Linked DNA regions of Zea mays: region 2 is linked to region 1. Evidence: chromatin contacts called from public Hi-C data. All regions are on one chromosome and are shown on one strand. Each heading gives the region's core, a stretch centred on a gene start, on an enhancer-like site or on the middle of the called end of the contact. The rest is flanking DNA. Distances are from core to core; before and after follow the strand shown. Region 1 overlaps LOC103634743 (protein MEI2-like 4). Region 2 holds the start of LOC100281177.

Region 1 (6,861 bases), core at 1,735-4,234:
GTGAACCACATAAACATAGAGGTTAAGACGACATACCTTCGCCCCAGGGGCGGACCCAGCACAATATTTGAGTGGGGGCTTAACATATAAGTGGGGGCCTAAATAAAGACTTACTAACTAATTGGCTTTTATAACTACAGAAAATAAGAAAGGATATCCACTAAAATCAGAAAATTGAGTGGGGGCCTGTGCCCCCACTCGCCACCACGTGGGTCCGCCCCCGCTTCGCCCAGCAGTGAAAGAGATAGATCCAAACCTTGCCGACGTCGCCTCCATTCCTGTAGAAGAGGAGGGCATATCCAATAACGCCATTAAGGTGTAGCTCTTCTAGTCACTCCGATGCATAGGTGATGGGTCCTGTATGTGGATTAGGATTTAGGATGAGATACTAGCGTTGGCTTTTCCTATGACCCTTAATTTTTTATATAGCGTCGTGTGACTGGAGGCTCCAACCGAGGTTAGCGTGGGCCCTCCCAATGGAGGGCCCGATTAAGAAGATGGACAGTAGGGTTAAGCCCAGTCCAGTCACTGATGACCAGTGTAGAGAATACAACAAACAATTTCCCCTTTGTTGTATACATTCCTTATACTCAACTTTTTTATATTCTATCCATTACAAGTTTACACATAAAGACCAATGCGTGACAATAACCGATTAAGTATCATCGCACTCATTTACTACAACATGCTCCCTGCTTCAAAATGAAAAAATACTTTATTAGATTGCAATCTGTAGCCCCTTTGATTCAAGATGATAGGCACTCCTTTAAAACCCATGTCAGCATGTGTTGTCTTAACATATTGGGTGGAAGGCCTTTTATAAGTGAATCTGCTAGCATCTTCTATCTACTATTATATTTAACTTTTATGGTTTCATCCAAAATCTTCTCCTTAACAACATAACACTAAATATCAATGCCTCTAAAAAAAGACTCGTTTTTAGAGACGAACACTCTAATTTCAAATGGGGACCTTTTGAAAGACATGGCTCTATTAGTTAATTTTGAGAGACAAATATTTTTTTGTCTTTGTAAATTTATTTTAATAGCGCGTAATTCTTTTACCGCCTTTGTAAATAATATGACACTCTTCCAAAATTGTCAAGTATTTTTTGAAAGAGACAAGTATTTTGTGATTATATTTTTAGGCACTATTTGTTTCCTTGCAGAATTATATAATCCGACTTTATAGATTATGATCATGTTTAAATGCACTAGAGCTAATAGTTAGCTCCTAAAATTAGCTGAAGTTATCCAAACAGTCTAGATAATACTTCAGTTATCAGCTACTTTTAGTAAGAGCCTGTTTGGGAGAGCTTTACTTTAAAAACTTTGGCTTTGGTTTTCCAGCTTCTATAGTACAATTGATTTGTGTGAGTTTCCTTGATTACCCTTGATGATTAGTGGGCTGTCGCAAGAGGGAACGAAAGTTGTATGTTGCGTAACTAGTGGCATGGTGGGTAATTATCGGATAACTTTATGAGGAGATATAAAAATAGCGTTTTGAAGCTCCCTCTAAGGAGCTTCATACATTTCATGAAACTAACTTCTAGTTTCGATTTTTTCTAAAGCCAGAGCTCGTGGAGCTAGACCTATTTGGGTGGAAGAAGTTAGAGTTGAAAATTTTGAAATGAAGCTCTCTCAAACAGGGGCTAACTTAGCTAATAGTTAGCTAGCTGTTTGTTAGCTAGCATAATTAAGTAGTGATTTTTTAGCCAACTAACTATTAGCTTAGTGCATCAAACACACCTAATAATTTTAGCAGCTAACTATTAGCTCTAGTGTATTCAAACACCCTCTAAGAGCAACTCTAATAGTTTTCTAAACAACTCTTTACATCCTAAATTTAAAAAGTGAACATAAAAATGCTTCTCCAATAGTTCTTCAAATAGACTTGCTAAATTTAGCTACTTGCTATCCAACCTCGTTTGCTCTCCAGATTTGGCAACTCGATAGTAACTCTCTAAACACAATTGCCATAGATTTCTTCACACCTATGTGTTATTTTTTCCACACAACGAGGTAGCCAGGTTCAACGTGTTTTTTTATTTCCTGTGCAGCGAAACAATCAAGTCTCACACACATGACACAAATACTGTAAGGAACTGTTAGAGGTCAAGCTATGTTTTACTCATAACAGTTATTTAACAACTTGCTAAACATTACTTTAGGGAGCTTTTTCTAAAGAACTATTGGAGTTGCTCGAAGGACTTGTTTGGATCCTCGCGTCCAATTGTTTGCCAGTGGCTAACAATTAGCTAGCAAATAATTAGCTAGCAATAATTAGCCAGATTATGTTTGGAGTCCTAGCTAATAGATGTATTTTTCTCTTTACACGAACTATTAACACCTATTAGCAAGGTTAAATTGCTAATGGGTAAACAATTTGCTAGCCCTCCAGCTAACAATTAGCCAATTTATTTGTCAGTCAATTTGAAAGCCATGGTGGTAAAATCTCTATCTATACTATATTAAAGCACCAGTTTCAATGGTCGTCCTACGTCATTTTTTTGCAAAAAAAGTCTCTTACATCTTTTGGAACGAGCCCACCGTGCCTCTCTCCCCCGACCCAACTCTTGGAAAATCTATACTACTACTATTAAGACACTAACGAAGGCGTCCACACTCCGTGACCCTGCCCCCCTCGCGTTGCCCTGGCTCCCTCCCCCTGAGTCGCGCGATGTCCGCTGATCGGCATCGCCGTCGTCCGCACCACGTACGTGCTCAGGTTCCTGTCCCGCGACCCATTGTATCGCTGCGTGCTGATGGTGCTGTTCATCGTGCCTCCCGCGATGAACATTGGTATGCGTTGAAACTCTGAAGTCGGTCGATGGCGCTATGTTTCTGCTATGTTTGGTAGCTTGTGTGGTTCAACAACGATGGCTCAGCTATTTAACATTGGATAAGAAGAATGCCCCGTGATCTTTCTCTGGACGTACGTCGTTGTCGTGGTTGCGTTGATGGAGTGGTCGACAATCTTCATGTTGTCCGTTCTGTCTTGATTGAAGCCGATCGCTGGAACCAATGCACGGTCGCATTTTCTAAGCCTACTGCTGCTCAAAAAATTTAGCTTAGCAAGAGGAAAAGAGGGGATGGACGGATGGTGATGGGTCTCAAGGAGAGTAAGTCGGAGCAAGAGCGATACTTGTTTAGAACATATACACCAGTATATATATATGCAGTAGACTATGATCAAAGGGTCATTTAGATATTATTATTTTACTAGGTGGATGCCCGTGCGTTGCAACGGAAACATATCGTCGGTATAGAGAACGTGGTTCCTACCAATCTGGTATCAAAGGTCTCGACGATCATGAGCTCTGCCCAGGCAGCAGCCACCGCCAGCATCAGGCGGCCCCCAGCAACGTCCAGCGCGCTAGTCGCAACCCCTGCTTCGTCGGGAGTCATGATGCTTCGCCGATAATCCCTCAAATACCCAGCCTCCTTGTCGGGCAGCGCCACTGGAGGCATGGCGGCCCCACAGCCAATGGCGGCCACATCTTCTAGGTGGAGTACGCTCTTGAGGCCGTCCGCGGCACGAACACCGTTGTCCTTGGCGTCGAGAAGAAGTCTACACCCAAGCTCGATTACTCCAAGTAGCAAACCCTCCGCCCCTCCTTTCTATCATCCGAGCAGATCTCGTGAATTCGTGATCCTCGCTCGACGCGGACGGAGGAGGAGGTGCGGCGACACTACGAAGCGCTGGTGGAGGACGTGGCCGCTATCCAGGTCAGCCGAATCCCGCTCTCGCGCTACACTGGAGAGGAGTCATCTGTAGCGACGCCCGAGGGATCTGGAGCCGCCGCCGCCACACCCCAAGGATAGAGGAGGAGGGAGCAAGCAGCCAGGCACTGACGCGAAGAATGGAAGAGCGGCACCGATGCTGATATGGGGAATAGTTGCTTCAAGGCCATGCAGGAACGGCGCAAGAGCGTCCAGACGAAAGAGGAGCACAGGTCTATACTCCGCCAGGAAAAAAAGTCTCCATGCGTTCTTGCCTTCAAATAAAGCTTACATCTTTCATACTAAGCTTTTACAGGAAGGTTCAAGGAATGTGTAATTAGTAGCAGCCTTCCAGGGTGCATATATTCATCATTTGACTATCTCACCTGTGTGAATTATGTGTTCATCACCACCACTTTACAACTCCTTCACCGGCACGATCAAATGAGTGCCCATTGAGATTGCCAGAACCCACTTTATGAAGATGTCTGCTGTCAACTGCTTCAGCTGTTCTTGAGTTCTTATTGACACCAACAGGTGTGATGGTGTTCAGATTGTAAGGGGTGCCATTATTTGCTCCATTGTGAACATCAGGAAGAGAATGGGGATGAATAGCACCCAAGCCTTGAAAACCATAATTCACATGCCTATTCATCCGACTAAGAGAGTGGCTGAGCTCACCAAGGGGAGCCTGGTTACTATGAGTTGCAGCAGAAGCAATTCCAATGGGAGAGGACAGGCTCTGTGGTAGGGTAGATGATAGACCCAGAAATGAAGCCTCTCTGAACGGGCTCATTGATGTGAGAAGTCCAGAATGCAAACCATGCATACTCCCATTTTCACGTCCACAAGATGTCATTGCTACTATATTAGATGAACCTTGAAGAATAATCCTCACGTCAGGAAATGCATCCATAGACATGAGTACATGACATACAATAAAGATGAAAAAAATAAACACCATACCCAATGAAGGCAATGAAGGGCTATTTGTGCTTGGACTGCCCAGGTTGTATATGCCAAATTCTTCCTGCCCCAACTCCTTGGACATGTGCTGTGTTGAACTGTTATAAAACAACATTAAAATCAATGTTAGATCAGTGATTAAAACCAATGTTTTCAAAAATTTGTAGAATGGAGTTTAGAATGTTGCGTCAATTAATTAGTCTTTCTGGATAAACTAAATAACTAACATACAAGTATCTATCAACACACCTAAATGTATACAAAGAATTAGGACTACAATATAAAAGAATAAATGTTTTGTTTAGGACATGAGAGCCCACACACAGAACTAAACAAACAGAGATTAAGTAACTATCTATGCATGACAAAATAAAAATATTTGGTACACAACCTGGTGGTCGGCTTGCTGGACCCGCAGGTAGTGGTGCAATGCGACATCTATGAGGACAGCAAAGGCTTCCCCATGGCTCTCGCCTGCCGCTGAGACGGGACATGACACGAGAGATGGGCATCACTTTCAGGGGCAGGTGAAGACACATCGAAAGGGAAAGAGGAAACAATCAAGAAGAAAGTAAGGTCTTACCGGAGCAGCAATAACCATGAGGAGGAGGTGATGGCGACACTGAGCCATGGCCACCGACCTTGGAGGCCTGGCCGGATGCGCGCGCGAAGAACCCCTAAACCAGCAGCATTGCTCCAGGAAGATCTTGAGGATGCCGCGGGTCTCCTCGTAGATGAGCCCGGAGATGCGCTTCACGCCGCCCCTGCGCGCCAGCCGCCGGATCGTCAGATTCGTGATCCCCGGGATGTTATCGCGGAGCACCTTCCGGTGGCGCAGCGCGCCGCCCTTGCCCAGGCCCTTCCCGCCCTTGCCGCGCCCCGACATCTTCAACGCATGGCTGGCGGGCGAATCGCGGATGGCGGCGGGCGTTTCGCTTGGGCGGTTCGCAGAGATGGAGGAGCGGCGGGTGAAGGCACGACGGGCGATTCGCGGTTGGAGGCGGGTTCTATGGCGGGGGAGGCGCGGGCGGGATTCGCCGCGGGGGTGGCAGAGCGGCGGGTGGGATTCGTTCGCAGGCGGGGGCAGTCTACATTTGGGTCTTAATAGTTGTAGAGATTAGCAGCCACTGAATCATTATAAAGATGAGTGACAAAGGTATAAAGGATCATATGTACCGAGCATTTTCAGAATCGAAGATGGATCAGATTCAGCACTAAGATAAATGCAGACAATATAGGTTAATGGATAGATTGTACATAATTTATTTCCCATCTATGTACCAGCCATTTTTTCCTTCAAATTTGTGTGCTTAGATTGTACATAATTTATTGCCATCTATGTACCAGCCATTTTTCCCCTTCAAATTTGTGCACTAAGTAGTAGATCGCTGTGACCTGCAGAGGGAGATGCAAACCTGCATCTTTCTTTGGGCTGTAGGAAATGAGACCAGCATGGAACCTTTCTAGAAACTTGCCACTGCGTATCCCAGGCTTGTTTGGTGTAAAAAGTTGAGTTGAGGGTTGAAAGCGTCCACAGGTTTTGAAAATAGACCTCCACAGTTTTTGCTATATGTGGGCAACCAGCAAAATAAATCCCAAGCTCCTTGACCTGCAATGCATGTAAAAGTAGTGCCACACAGGTTTACCAAATTATTTTTTTTCTCAACACCATACTGCAAATTTAGCAGAGCCTGTTTTTTTTTGTCGGATATACCTGAGTAAGGGATTTCCAGTCGTTGTTTGCGGAACCTATATACACATCCTTCTTATCTGATATCCAGACCTTTGCGTGCACAACACCAGATCCCCACCAGTCCTCGAAAAGAACGGTTGCGTTCTCAACATTTGGTCTTCCTGCAGCCAGATCTGCGCTCTCTTGGTCAAAATCAGGAGCAAATCCAGAGTGCTGGACAATCCTGAAATGATACCACAGCTTGTCAATAGAGAAACGAAATCTCTCTACATGGACACACTGTTTAGTTATTTACAAATGTTTTGCTTGTTTGCTTTATCACTTCTTTGTGATTCAATTGTGACACCAGTTTTTTCTGTTGGCCGATAACTACATGTCAATGTTCCAATTCCAATCATCCTATGGTTTAAGTAATAATCACCAACATTATAGAAACTGACAGTTCAAGTATGATACTCGATACTTGCCTGATTTTGATCT
Region 2 (6,861 bases), core at 1,161-3,660, 81 kb before region 1:
CCAAACTCCTTAGCTCCTGCCATTACCCAGCAAACGTACTCATCCGAGAAACACCGGAAAATCCTGGGTAATGAGGTAGACTCCCCATGGAAAACTGCTCTGTTTCTCTGAAGCCATAGACACCAAGCCCCCAGGATGATCAGAGAGTTAAGCCCCTTTTTTCTGGTCTTGACAACCTTATGGTTTGCCTTTCCCCACCAGTCTGCAAAATTCTCTTCATCAGCTGTTGGAGTGATGTGCCCCAAGCCAATAGCAGCAAGAATTGTGTGCCAAAATTGCCGTGCAAAAATGCACGCAGTAAGGAGGTGCTGAATTGTCTCTTGGGCCTGATCACACATGGGGCAAACATCTGGGTGTGGCATTCCCCTCAACTGTAATCTGTCGGCTGTCCAACATTTGTTCCTTATTGCCAACCAAAGGAAGAATTTGCATTTAGGAGGAGCCCAGGTCTTCCATAATCTCTTCCAAGGCTCAAAAACAGTAGAACCAAAGAGAAGGACTTTGTAGCAGGATTTAGAAGAGAACAGCCTTGATGCCTCGTGCCTCCAAACATGGCGGTCTTCCTCCTGAGAAAGCTGCACTTCCCCTAAAGTATCCCATAAGAGAAGAAATTGTTGAATTCCAATCATTGTTTGGCCTATGTGTTTGCCTAGAAATAGGCAATGGATAAATGCTCTGAGTGATCTTTAGGACAGCTCAAGTGCAGAAAACAAAAGTGGACGCTGCAAATAACGGAAACCCTGTCTATGTGGCTATGCGCCTATGCCTCTTGCAAAACAATTCCCCACCAAGGGCAATGCTATGTTATATGATCAGGATTGGCTGACCCCGACGACTCAGCGACCACCTCTTGTACCATATGAATTTTGGCCAGCCAAGACACTGACAACAAAATAGCTTGACCCTGGTCCCAGTCGAGCACAGCCAGATGACAAGCGCCCAGCAGCCCAGCGCGGCAGGGTCTTGCCGCCAACCTTGCAACGCACTACACAAGATACAAGGGCCAAAGGCAAGCGGCAAGCCCAGACGTGGACATGCAGCACTAGCACAGCTGGACCTCAAAAGTCAAAACGCTTGGCTTTTGCACAATCAGTGATTCCTCTCCCTGACTAGTCCCCACCACCAGTCCGAGTCTAGTCTGTCATCGTTTTCAGCTGCTCGCCTCCCGTCGTCAGGTGGTGGACCGCTAATTGCCTAAATGCACGGTCCTGACAATTGAGGAGTACGAATCCGATTTCACAATTTTTAGAGTTCACCAATCCCCCATTTGTTGCTTGTGTTACAGAAGCATATCATTTTTTTTAGAGTTCCTTAATCACTGAGTGATGAATAAGGAGAAGAAGTAAGCACCAAATAGCATTACATCATACTTGGTTGCTACTTCTAGCAAATTATTAAGAGCGTTCTGCCATGCTCTTCCTCATTCCAGCAAATAGCATTACATCATGCAAGTTTCAGTTTGCTTTTTGTCTCCTTTTTAATGTTTACTTTTTGTGGGCATAGTTTAATGAGCCAGAGGCTAGAAGTCTAGAACCGAAATAATGAATGGTAATGGGTATAGCTTATGAAGAGATCAGAATCAAAAATTACTTTTTCTAAGAAAAACATGTGTCGCTTGCCCCGTGTAGCATTTGAACGTTGTGTAAATATGTTTAAGAAAACCATTTGAAAGCCCATAAACACTGTAAACAGCACTGAAGATCATGTCGCGTGCTGGTAACAGAACTGACACTTACCCGTGGCGGTGGTCATGCAGTAGCTCTTCCTGCAAAGCCTGCAGATGCGGGACTTGCCGTCGAGCGCGGTTTCGAAGAACCTGAGGTAGAGGGACTTCATGGGCTTCTTCTTTGCCTTGCCCTCCTGGCCCGGGGAGGAGGGGCCGGCGGCCAGGCCAGCCACGATCGGCTCGACGCCCGGCAGCAGCGTCATGTCGGTGAGAGTCGAGTTCCCCATGCCTGGTGGAGTCCGCTTCTGAAAGGAGAGCAGGGCGCCATGGCAGGTTCAGATTCCACGAGCGATTCGCGTAGTCTGTTATGGATCCTTCAGAACTAATTGTGCACGAAGAGTGGATTGTGCAGATACAATTTTTTTTTTAATTTCAGTACGGAGTAATAAAGTTTTCCATGACATCGGCTTTGATGTGATTAGCCAGATTCGATGAAAAGAATCGAAGAGTTTTATCTTGAACCGGCGAAATCGCAAAAGGGTCATGGCTATCTCTCTTCTCGCTCTGCGACTCGCGAGTCGCGATGCCGATTGCCGAAGCGAAGCCTCTGGCAGGAAGAATGGCGGGTAGTACCTGAGGAGAATGATCGGGAAGCGCGGGGACCGAGCCGATCCCGCGGACTGGGAGGGGGCAGGGGCGCCGGCGAGGGGGATGCGGCGCGGGAGCCGAGCCGCCGCTCTAGATGGGAGACGACAGGACGGGGAGCCGACGAGGAGAAGGGGAAACGAAGTGGGGACGAGCCGGCGACGGCGCCGATCCAGCCAGCGAGCTAGGGTTTGGCCGGTCTGGGTTCGAGCAATCGAGCCCGAGCCTTGCTTCTGTTTCTGACGAGCAATCGGACGGCGCGGAGCGGCTCGGTGGGCGGCCGCGAGCCAGCCGCCGGCTCCCTCTTGGGCTCCTGGGCTACGCTGGGCTGGGCTTACACAATCGCGAACTAATTTAGGTGTCGTTTGGTTCACGAAATATAGCGTAAATGGTAATGATAATGATTCACACTCGAATACTGGTAATAACAAGTTTGAATAAGCCAATATTCATTTCTAATGTAATATCAATTACGGTTAGACTTAAACAAACATAATTTAACGTTATGTGAACCAAACGATACCTTAGGCATTTCTAGCGGAGAGTGTATATAGACGTCCAAAACATTATTTTAAACGGTATACTATAAACATTGTAGACAACATTATTTATAGAGTGGAGTTTAAAAAAAGTGAGATAGAAAGTGGGATGAAGAGACTGCTGTAGATAGCCTTAACACTTCCATCAACAACTAACGACCATGGTGTTTATGTTCTCACAAATGAATTTTTGTTCGTTTCGGATTAAAGTCGATTATTTAGACTGCTGTAGTTACAATATGTAGAGACAAAATCAGTATAGAAGCAGTAAAAGTTGGTAGGTTGTTTGAGTGAACCCGCAGCCGACCAACTCAGGTTCGTTTGATATAAGAAAACTAGGTATGTGCCCGTGCGTTGCGACGGAACACAAATTCACGAGAAGGTTCTAGCGACGGATTCACGAGAAGGTTCTAGCGACGGACGGCGTGAACGCAATAGTGACGGGAGCCCACATGGGAAAATAGTGCATTGTTGCAGAGAAGCGCGAGCCTGAGCGCACTACGAGCTCCATCGTCGTGTTGCGGGGCTGCCATTGCCACGAGCTCCATGTATAAAATGGGTTGTTCTGATCATAATAACTAAAACAATGATGTGCCAAGACTTTTGCTGCTAAACTCAAAGACTCATACAATATTGACAGTGCATTGTTGCAACGGGAATATATAATATCACGATAACTTATATACAAAATGTGTGTTATATACAAAATGTTCCATAATCTATTTGTGGGCTATTTTAATTTAGTTGTTTCACTACTACAAATTCCCCCACATGGCCATAACTTATAGAAAGAGATAGCTAATGATAATCATACATAATATTATTTTGCCAATTATGTTATATGTAATAAAAATCATAGAAAAAGGCTATTACTACACTGAGCAGAACTTTATCTTCAAAGATCTTCAGTGTCACAACAGGGTCAGGAAAAATCTGACAGTGTCCATAGATTCGGAAGATAGGATGGAGAGAATGAAGATCACCATTCATAATTAAAGCAGCATTAGCATCACATGCTTTAGTGGTGGCCAATGATAAGGCAACCATCTTATCTTCAGTCCCGCTTCCCATAAAAAGAAGAAAAGAGAAAAAACAAGGAACAATACAGATCAGCAGTAGATCATTCCTTACACAGAGTAACACAACAAGTTGTCCAGTTCAATGCTATGTAGATCTATACTAAAAAAACTTGAATTATTAATGGTTTGCATGTATACATCTGCCATGCGGGGGGAGCAATGTAACTCACTTAAACAAGCATCAATGGTTTAAACTGCTAGTCATGTGATGATCCAATTATTGCACGTGGGAAAGCACATAAAACTGTGATTATATATGTAAGGTTACCATTAGTTCACTGGATCACAGTTGCTGCACAGATTTTTGGGGCTACCAGCTGCCTAGCTATAGAAGTAAAAGGCTATTACTACACTACAATACAATTGAGAATTAGCCTAAAAACAAAAGATTATTTTTTTCTGGGACGAAACAAAAATGGTTGTAGTTTGTAGCGGCTGATCAAATCAATAGCGCCAGTGAGCTCCTTTGGCCCCAAAATACAGAGATCATATTATCAATCAACCACATAGTAGACAAATAAGGCTTCAAAAAAGATATATGCACTAATATATCTATGATGCAAAATTTGATCTAGCATTAAGTTCATAATTTTTAAAAATAATTCTTGAGGTTAAGATAACCACTGATTTAAATAATTCAATCAAGATTTATTATGTCTCAAGCTGCTACATTTATAAGATTTGGTATGGTATAGTAAAATTTTATAATAAATATACTTGGAAAGTGACAGCAAAGGTGCTTCCAGGGTTCGAGCCCATGTTCATGGCTATCCTCCTTGCTGCCACCCATCACATGAAGTATGCCTCTCCAAAGTTGTGTTGTTGGCGCATATCTAAGCAAAAGAATTTTAGTTAGAAAAATATTTGGTTCAAGTCCTTTACAACCTACAAGTTGATCAAATATTCAGACATTATTTGCAATAGTGGGATCATGAGCAGAGCTACGATTAAAAATCTGGTGGTGCAAAATTCTATGAATCTAGTACATATACAATAATATATGGTGTAAAATGAAAATTTCTAGTAAATTTGTTCCATGGTGGGACCTTGGCGCCACCGTGTCCTACATGAGACCAACAACTTTCAAATGCAATAAACAATGTGTTGTACTATACAGAAGAATGCAAAGCAAAAGTTGACACTCATTATTTACGAAATCATTGTTTGAATTCCAATTAAATGAAGAACCAATGAAGTACTAATTATCAATATAAAAATCGTTATCACCAGATTATAGGTTGCAACAATTTCAATTGTTTGAGTTTAGATAGTGTATTTAAATAGTTGTATTCACCAAGTCATTTCCAAATATGGTTCTAAGGTCAATGACAGTAGATCATCGGTAATTAACATAGCAGATCTCTAGTATACCTGGTGGAGATGTGTTTTCCATTGAGTACCAGCTAAACCTGCACAACACTGGTGAACCACAACTTGCTTTAACATGTTCTTGTACAACTTAGTTTAGTTTTTCATTCTAGAATAGATCAATAGTTCTATTTGTGTACAGGTTATACATAGAGCAGCATATCTGAAGAGACGCTTCCTTCTTTTTTTCCGAATGAGATGTTCAATGTCTAGATTCAGTTCTAACCTTGAACAGATGATGATTCTTTTAATTTTCAGCTTCTTTATGAGGTTCTGACCTTGAGCCTTGTGATGCCTTGTGTCATCGTGACTGAGGACCTTGGGGGCACACATGAAGACCTAGACGGCTGCTCAAAAACAATGAAGATTCCAGTTTTTCACGTTAGTCAAACAAGTTATTATGAAATCTACAACAATTGATCTGATGGACCAACTATAATAATCTTCTTCCTAGTTGCAAAATGTCCCAAAAGGATGAGCAGAATATATATAGAATAAGTATATAGCACGACAAAGCTAACTTAAATTATATTTGTCATCAACAGGACACTACATCCTTTTCAATTCATGGGGTTCTCTAGCCAGTTTTTGTATTTTGTTTTCATTGATAGGGAGGAGGACAGGTTTTTGAGCCTGGTGCGGATGTTCTCCCCCTTTGTAAACCTTGAGGTGGGTAAATAGTCTTCTTCCTAGCAGCAAAATGTCCCAAAGGATGAGCTGAATATATAGAACAAGTATATAGCACGACAAAACAAACTTAAATTATATTTGTCATCAACTTGAAGAATAGAATGGCTCTGTGGAATGCTTCAGATAACAAGATATTTGCTTAACAGAATATGAGTTTCAGTAACTATATCAATTGAACTAAGAAGCAATTTCTTTTGCAAGAGAAGATTAAAAGGCAAGTTACCCAGAGTTCATGTAACACACCTTTACGCACTTACACAAAAAAGAAAGGGAAAAAAGCTTGGCAAGATAATTAACTAATTCAGTCTCGACTTGTTAATTTTGTTCAATAGCATTCCTTGAATTTAGTCATGTGGCCCCAATACACTTCACTATTAACCATCATAGTTATCAATCTCAAAAATATTTATAAAGCTGCTAACCAATGCCAAGGTGTAACTTTTGGGGCCTCGAAAGATTTTTTTTCTAAATTTGGTCAAAAGGTTCTTCTTTCATCCCTACTACTAATTAAGTGCCTAGAGTGGGCGCTCGCGATACCGCGGCTACACTCTGCGTTATCCCCCGCGCTGCCTCTCCTAGGTCCGCGCCCACGCCCCTGCCCCTCGACTCCGCTCCCCCTGCCTCGGCGCTGCTCCAGCAGCCTCCCCCTCCCCGCGCCCCACCCGCCCGCATCCATCGACCCACTCTTCACTTGATTGCTCTTAAAAAGAACATTGAGCATGAGTCATCACATCAAACAGAGACTTAAAACATCCAACTCATACCCCATTCACTTGCTCTAGAAGAAGTGGCATGCATCTTCGCTTTAACAAAGTAGTGGCATGCATATTAACTGCATTTTAGCTGACAACTCATTACTCCTAAATGATATATT

The links. Hi-C and Micro-C count contacts between places; a contact is called where the count stands out from the background.
Region 2: a Hi-C map of leaf shows a contact between it and region 1, with 2.7 times the contacts expected there. The contact joins the promoter of LOC100281177 here to the enhancer-like site in region 1. A contact is called at or near these places in 2 of 25 Hi-C or Micro-C datasets (ear and leaf).

What each region holds. Positions count from the first base shown.
Region 1 is chr8:8,721,839-8,728,699 of Zm-B73-REFERENCE-NAM-5.0, reverse strand. It overlaps LOC103634743 (protein MEI2-like 4), which reads right to left. Exons shown (of 8, transcript XR_004851846.1): 2 at 6,849-6,861; 3 at 6,403-6,604; 4 at 6,104-6,297; 5 at 5,272-5,452; 6 at 5,080-5,168; 7 at 4,689-4,786; 8 at 3,971-4,601. Among protein-coding and RNA genes, the nearest start is that of TRNAD-GUC, 4.0 kb to the left of the region's middle. Within about 2 kb of position 2,984, at least 4 of the 20 cell types and tissues checked have an H3K27ac peak or open chromatin away from gene starts, as enhancers often do. A contact at or near this core is called in leaf, where this site is marked.
Region 2 is chr8:8,802,487-8,809,347 of Zm-B73-REFERENCE-NAM-5.0, reverse strand. It overlaps LOC100281177, which reads right to left and starts at 2,410. Exons shown (of 4, transcript NM_001154096.2): 1 at 2,300-2,410; 2 at 1,737-1,971. The coding sequence starts at 1,953.